2 separate regions of the Sus scrofa genome follow, and region 2 is linked to region 1. Evidence: chromatin contacts called from public HiChIP or PLAC-seq data. All regions are on one chromosome and are shown on one strand. Each heading gives the region's core, a stretch centred on a gene start, on an enhancer-like site or on the middle of the called end of the contact. The rest is flanking DNA. Distances are from core to core; before and after follow the strand shown.

Evidence for each region. HiChIP or PLAC-seq counts read pairs in DNA pulled down with a chosen protein or histone mark.
Region 2: a contact with region 1 is called in an H3K27ac HiChIP or PLAC-seq map of skeletal muscle. The contact joins two enhancer-like sites. A contact is called at or near these places in 1 of 47 Hi-C or Micro-C datasets (skeletal muscle) and 2 of 2 datasets of contacts at active chromatin or transcription factors (alveolar macrophages and skeletal muscle).

What each region holds. Positions count from the first base shown.
Region 1 is chr6:152,978,050-152,981,872 of Sscrofa11.1, reverse strand. All of the region lies in intron 7 of FGGY (FGGY carbohydrate kinase domain-containing protein), which reads left to right. Among named protein-coding and RNA genes, the nearest start is that of FGGY, 230 kb to the left of the region's middle. Within about 2 kb of position 1,537, at least 6 of the 83 cell types and tissues checked have an H3K27ac peak or open chromatin away from gene starts, as enhancers often do. A contact at or near this core is called in skeletal muscle, where this site is marked.
Region 2 is chr6:153,143,328-153,147,312 of Sscrofa11.1, reverse strand. The region is part of intron 4 of FGGY (FGGY carbohydrate kinase domain-containing protein); the gene reads left to right. Among named protein-coding and RNA genes, the nearest start is that of FGGY, 68 kb to the left of the region's middle. Within about 2 kb of position 1,687, at least 31 of the 83 cell types and tissues checked have an H3K27ac peak or open chromatin away from gene starts, as enhancers often do. A contact at or near this core is called in skeletal muscle, where this site is marked.

The DNA of each region.
Region 1 (3,823 bases), core at 288-2,787:
CATTTCCCAAATATATAAAGTTTTGGAAAAATATGGGATGGGCCCAACATTGAGACTTGAATTATAAAAGAATTCCTCGAGAAAGTGATTCTGTAATATAGTTGCAACAGTTCCTGCCTTATTATTGTTTCTTGGTAAGATAGAATTTATTTACTTGTTGTAACTTTCAAACTTCAGTTAGGCTTTATGCATAATAAAAAGAAAAACAATAATATCACAAATAAAAGAAGAACCCCTACTTTTATTGGTACCACTACTCTTATAACTATTTCTTATTTGCCTTCTATGTGCCAAGTACTCTGCCTGATGCTTCACGCACTTTATCCCTTGTCTCTCATGATGATCCTATAAAGCAGAGGTTGTTTCCCATTCTATACATGAGGAAGTTGAAGGTAGAAAGAAAAACATTTCCACTATCACATAACTACTGTTCGAACTTGAGTCTGACTCCAAAGCTCATGTTCTGAAATGACTCTGTACCAGTGGTTCTCATCCAGGGGTGATTTTTAACCCCTCCATCCCATCCCCAGGGGACATTTGGCCATGACTGGAGACATTTTTTGATTATCTTTTGGAAAAGGGGAACTGGCTTGGAATATGTTGGGCAGAAGCCAGGAATGCCACTGAATGTCCTGCAATGCTCAGGGCACAACAGAGAATTACCCAGCCTCAAATGTCAGTAGTGCTGAGGATGGTAAGTCCTACTCTGTACCAGAACCCTTCTGTGACTTTATTTCCTTTCAGCAACTGAGTTTACTTCTGTAAAAACAAACAAAAAATCCAGCATCCAGTAAGGGTCCTACTAATACTTGGTAAACAGCATCCAGGAAGTGTCCTACTAATACTTGTTCAAAATATACTTTGTGAAATCAACTCCTCATTAAAATACCTGTGAGATAAGAAAATCAAGTGGAGACCGCAGAGTAGGGAGTATGCGAATCTTCCTGCCCCTTCTGTCTTACGCAGCATCTAACACCCAACCATTTGACACCCAACCATTTGTCCTCCTTTCAGCTCTTCAGTACACTAGCCTCTCTGCCTTTGCTCCTGCAAAGTGCTGCTCCCCCTCCCCGCTCCCCACCCACACACTCCTACTCAAGTCAGCAGTCAGGTTAAGTTTTACTTCTGCGGTGGACTCTTCTCCAGACTTCACCACTGTTCTTAGAAACCAGGAATCACTCCCTCCTCTGTTTCTGCCACACTTTCACCTATCACAGGTTTCCCACCGAATTGTGTTCACTAGCCCCATCATTCAGCTTAGAACCCAGAGGGTCAGTCCTCTGTGGATCTGAGAGTTAAGAGCGTGTTTTGAAAGATCCAAAATAAGGATTGCTAAATCCAAATAGGGGAGCATTTAAAAATATATAATTCCTAGGCCCTACCTCCCAAGGATCCTGAGTCTGAATGTCTGGGGCTAGGAAGCTGGTTATAGGATGGAAGGTGCCACTTGGTGCCCAGTGGAGATGTCCTGCAGGATGTGTTGGCACTGGGCACAAAGGTCAGAAGTGGAAGTAATATGCAGTGCTCAAGTAGACCAACTGGGTGAGCTGTGCTGAGAAGGAGCCAGGCGCAGACTCGGACTAAGAGCTGGGGGCAGGGAGCGTACCCAACATGAAAGAGGAGGTGTCCAAAGATGCAGACGGTCTGTAAGAGAAGGAGGGGGATTAGAAGACAGATACAGTCTTGCCGAGGAATCTGGAAGGAGAAAAGTGGTGTCAGTGCCCAAGCCGATAGAGGCAAGGACGACTCCGGGAGTTCCTGGATGTGACTTAGAAGGGGAGGGAGTTTGTTAGTGTGATGTGAAGGTTACTGTTTTAGGTTGAGGTTTGGTTTAATGAGAAACACTGCTGCCTGATAGCAGAACAGCTGCGGGAGCCTTGATGAGGGGCAGAGCAGGGATGGGGGAAGGGCAGATTTGAGTATGACATTTCAATAAATAATGAAGTTGGAGTCTAGGTCTATGTCTTTCTGACTCCAGAGTCTATGCGCTTTCTCCTACTTGTCCTGCTAATATATTAATGTATGTCTATATATGTCTGTGCCTTTTCATACATTAGCCTGTAACTACACAAACATATATCTATATCCAAAACGGAAGATAGAGCTTCTAGTTAACATTCTTCTGGGTAGGTGTGTTTTTAGATCCATTTTATGGATGAGAGAGTTGAGGCCCAGTGTGAAGAAGTGAATTTATTTAAAAAAAAAATACTTAAGGACAGCACCGGTGTCTGGGGTTCTCCCAGTCACGGGGAATAAGACGAGGCTTATTAGACCAGGCTGGCTGATTTTTGACTGCATGGTGGAAAGATCAGTAATCCTAAAGTGGATAATAATTTTGTTGATTACTTTTGTTGATTAATGTTGAATTGAATGTTGATGTTATTAAAGTCAGGTGTGGAGTGACTTGCTCTTTTCAAACCACCATCCTGGTATTTTTACCTCTATTAATGGTTGAGCGAGTGGACACTACAGTAGGCAGAGGGATTTGCCCAAGCAGAGGGGATAAGGCAGGATTGGATCCAAGGCTGATCTCTTTCTCCCCACGACTTCACATCTACTTCATGAAGACTTTGCATCCAATAGGGGAAAGTTTTTCCTCCTGAACAGAGCAGAATGTCTAGACTTAGTATAGATTCCTATGCCCAGAGACCCTGACTTCAAGCAAATCTCTGACCAGCTCATCCGCTTCAGAACCTTATCTGGTATCCAGAGGGAATTCATAATCGGAAGTTTCCCCTTATTCTCTCATGGATTCGTATGTGACTGAAAAGATGAGCTTTTGTCTTCTTTTGCTGAACTTGGGAACAAAAACAAAAACACCGGGATAACCCAGCTCCTGGTTCTACTACTGCCAGCCACCTGTTAGGAGCACTTCAGCGCTCCAAGTTCAAAAGGTAGAAGACTGCTGGAAACGTGTTTTGTTTGGGGGCCCGATGTCAAGATTGCACTTGCGTCACTGGCTGCAAGAGTAGGCTTACCCCAAAGATCCACTGTTTTTCATGGCACAGAAACTCAACACATGGTGCTTCACATCCATATAATATCCCTGAGCACTAATGTTTACTTTGGGGCTTGTACATCAGCAGCTGTTGGTGGGAAAATGCACATCTCCAGTTATCGCTTCTTGGCGGCGGCCTCACATCTGAACTGCCGGCTGCTTCCTTATCATCTCTCCACGGGCCTGGTTAATTTCCTTGTTTTCAACTTTCTCTTAACTAAGCATTCATATGAGTCATCATAAAGGGCAAACAGAAAAAAGAATTTATTTCCCTACACTGGGAATCTTGAAGATTGCCTCCTACCATCTTGTGGCCAGGATAACTATCTAGAGAGACTAAAAATAAAAAATGTCTGGAATATAGAAAAATGGTACTGGTCACTAGTTATACCTGAGAGTAGCACCTCCTCCACCCCACCTTCCATAACGCTAATCTTTATCATGCTCTGTACTATGATTCTGATGTCAGAATCTGGCTTCTGAACACAAGGAAAATGAAAAGTCTTGAGGTAATACAACATAGGAGTTCAAATCCTGGTTTGAACACCAATCCTAGTTCCATCTGCTGTCTCTGTGACCTTGGGAAGTTGCTTGATACTTCATGCCTCAGTTTTTTTCCTCTCTGAAATGGGTATAGTACTTGCACGCACCTCATAGAGTTGTTTGAAGAATAAATGAGCGACATTCTGTAAAGCTCTTTAGTGTCTGGCAGTGCCGTGTATATTTAGCTATGATTGATGGGATCTAAACGAATGTGTATTATGAATGATAGAAGTGTTCAAGGCGAAGTCATTCTTTTATTTTAAAAAATACGTGATATTTTCC
Region 2 (3,985 bases), core at 438-2,937, 170 kb before region 1:
CTGCTGCTTAGGTTGTGACTGTGGCTTGGATCTGATCCACGGCCCGGGAGCTCCATATGCCACGGGGCAGCCAGAAATGGGGAAACACACACACACACACACACACACACACACACACAAAATGGAATTATTTCTTTTTGCAAATAAATTCTGTGAAGTTCAGTCCTCCTCTCAGGGGGGTGATCTACCTTAGCATTTCAGAGTTGTGTTTCTTGGAAGTTGTTCTCAGCAGTAGCATAAGCATTTATTCTGCTGGACCTTTAGACTTCAGCTCAAATCTCTCCCCCCATGAAGTCTTTTTTAGTCACCCTGGCCTCAAAGCCCCTTCCTCTTCTGAACTCTGTGATTACTCATTAGAGGCAGATATATGGCCACACACACAAAATATTATGATAAAGTTATGAGGCTGACTCACCAAACCTTGCTATCAGGCTCATTACATTATTGTCATACATCATCTTATTAATTACCGTTTCCTTTGCACACGTCTTTCTCCAGCGTTGTTGTAATTTCATCATAGAAGTGTCTGACTTTAAATTTCTTTGTACCTCCTGAAACTTTTTTTTTTTCCCCACGCGTTAGCTGGCTTTTGCCCTACAGGAATTTGTCTTTTTGAGATGGATTTAAGTGTGTGAATATATAGCTAGGACACAGCAAGAGATGGGGGGTAAGGGTGACATTTGAGCTGCATTTGAATCAAAGGTAGATGTTTGATCATGAGAGAAGATGGGAAAACAGTCTCAGTAGAGACCTCAACAGGGGCAGGAAAATATGAAGAAGTACAGTGTGTTTGGGGAAGGGAATGAAATGAGGTGAGATCAGGGTGGGGAGTGGCTAAGAGAGGGGGCAGTGAGCCCAGAAGAATTCATAAAAGTCGTGGCCAAGTTGGAGCTAGGTTGTCAAGTGTCCTGTGAGCCATGTCAAGCAGATAAAATGTGATTCTGGGCCACGAAGAACTGCAGGACCACTTTAAGCAAAGAGATGTCACCTTTGTGCGATGCCTCTGGTAGCACAAAGCTCTCAGCATATCTGTCTGACTGAAGTATCTCCAGCGTTTGGTCTCTTTCTCTGTGTATGAGAGTTTGAAACACAATTGTTTCATTCATTCTGGGAATTTTCGGGTTGGGGATTATGAACATGTTTTTCAGCATTTTTTTTTTTCTTTTCCCCAAAGAGTGAGCTTAAGGATTGAGTTTCTTCCTGAAACATCTTTCCTCTCCGGGTTATCAGCCTGTGCCCTGATTCACAGTCCTGGGTGGCGTGAGGATCAAGTTTTGCTTTTTGTTGGGTAGTTGTGCTGGAAAACAACATCGTGAGTATTTGGGATGTTCTGGCAGGATCACTTAGTGGGAGGAGAGTTTCATTCACTGCACACAGCAGGGAGCCCAATAGCTTCCCTTTGCAAGTCATAGCAAAACACTTAGATGAGCCTTTTTTAATTGGCCAGCCCCTTCTTTCTCATGCTGTTCCTAGAGCCTGGCGTCTCCCAACATACTTTGCAGTGTCTGCTTCATCTTCCACTCCTCACCCCAACACCCCCCTCCAGGTTCCCTTGGGATCTGGAAGCCAGCGGAGACCTCACCCCCTCCCTGGACAGGACAGTGAGAAGGCATGGAAGAGGGTTCCAGCTCTGTGCCCCAGCCTGGTGGGCTGGCTGCTGCCTGGCCCTGAATCTTGGATCTATTACTCCATCTCCGCCCTCTGCTGAGCCCTGCAGCTGTGTGTGTTTTGAGTGGTAGCCACCTCCCAAGAAAGGCTGTGGTTTTATGAAGTAATAGATGATTTTATAAAAAAAGAGTTGTTCTCTTTGGTTGCTTTCAAGCCTGAGGGATCGCTTAGCTCAAAGGATTGTTATTGGAATGCGGGAGCCTCTATTGCCAAGTCACACACCCCAATCACTGCTGATTTCTCTCCCTCTCTCTTTTTTTTTTTCTTTCTTCTTTCTTGAAAAGACTAGTTTTTGTTAGTTGCTTGGTAACTGGGACATAGACTTTGCTCCTTCAGCACAGAGAGCTCTGCTCCTCATTTGAATCCGATTCAGTGCTTACACAGTGAGGTGTGCCTGACATTGGCATGCGCTGGGGACATGCTCTGTGTTTCCTGTAACCTGTGCACCATTTGTGCCCGGAGGTTGTTATCAAGGTCTTAGAATTTAAGTGAGTTGCCCCGGATTGAAAGTGAGAGCTCTAATATTAGGAAAAAAAAAATTAAAAATATGTTGGGGAGGGCTTTTCTTTGTTTTGTTTTGGTTTTTTGTTTTTCTCTCTGTAAAGAATGGTAAAAGCTTCCATCACGATGCTTCCAAAAGGCCAAAACCCACAGCTCTGCTAGATCTGGGAGCCTTCGGGTGGTGACTGTGGCCTGGGCAAAGGAACTGTCACCTTAGAGCAGGAAGCCCTGGGCTATGACCTTGTCGTTCAAACCTAAGTTTCTACATCCTTTGTAGGCACCTGTCCCCCACCGCCGCCCTGAGAATCCAAGGAGAGGAGGTGTGCGGGGGCACTCTTGTAAGCTGTGGAAGGACCTACGAAGAGAATCACCGTGTCTGATGCAAGCCCAGTGGTTCCAAGGGTAGATTAATTCAGTAACATCGAGACCCTTGGCTGTGGTTGTCCTCTCTGGGGCGAGGGAGAGATGGAGAGATTTTCCCATGGCCCTGGATTAAAAATCCATCCACGGGGGCTCATAGGCCCTTTGCCAATCTAGCATGTGATGACTAAGCACTTGTGAATCATGGAGCTCAACTTCAGAACAGCATGGGAACCTCGTAGGTAGTGTCAGCATCTCCAAGTAAGGGGTCAGGCTCCTGGAAAAAGTCCCACTCGTCCAGGCAGACTCTTCCCCCACTTCCCTCTGCTGGCCAAGCTTCAGACTTTGCTTTTGTGGGGAAGGCAGAGGGTACACACTGCTGCTGTCTTCTCCCCAGAGACCCTGTGCATCCTTTTAGGGAAACACTCCTCGCAAGTTTCTCATCCTGTGGGGAGGTCGCGCCTCGGCTCAGTGAAGCCAGCGTTGTCTCAAGAAAAGATGACGCTGCCTGGCTGCCTTGCACCTCCTGCCCCCAGCGTGTCTCTTTCTGGCAGGAGGCCTGCAGTTCTCTTCGAGATATTCTGCCCGGGTTCCATTGTCCGCGGCAGCGGCTGTCCGCAAGGCTCCAGGCTGAAAGCTCTCATTCTGCAGGGTCTTTAGTGGCCGTACACAAGATCTAACAGAAGCAGTTGTTTTCGGAGTTGAGGAGGACAGCTTGGCCTTGGCTGGAGGCACTGGTTGTTGCTGCATTGGTTTCGTGGTTTATTTCTCATTGGCCTTGGATTTCTGGAGTCTTTAGAATGAGGCTTTTCTCCCTGAGAACTGATCACCGAAACCACAAAGCACATGGAAAGCGATTTGGGGGACTACCCAGAAGACATACTAGTTGTTTGACTCATAGTTTCAAAGGCTGCCATTTGCTGATTGGGACCTATTTGTGTATGGAGATACTGCTAGTTCAGAGCTGTGTCAGGCATCTGTAGTCAACGTTAAGTGCTGCTTTGTCCAACCTTAAGATGTACAAGTGTTCAAAGGAAAGTTTAGCCCTTTCTAGATGTAAGGTCTCACCCAAATGCTTAGGAATTTAAAACAAATAACAACAGTGACAGAGAATGGGCTTAACACTGTCTTTTCCGTCTAACCCCTTTTGATGTTACTCTTGTTTCAATGGGACCCTGCTTCTGGGTTAATACTCAGCTTCTTTGATGTACGTAGGTGTCTGTGTTCAGATAGCAGTGATAGGAAAGGGGAAAATAGGAAGAACTCATAGAACTGGAGGGCAAATGTAGATAAAGGCCAGTAGTACATCTGTAAAATTGATGTAATAACTTTTGTATTGTTCTAAGGAGGTAAGACATGTGGAAACCCTTTGTCACCTCTGAAGCACCCCTCATACGGGGGAGGTTGGAAGGTAAAACTGAGCAGTTTGTCCAGTTGTCCAACACATATTTATTGA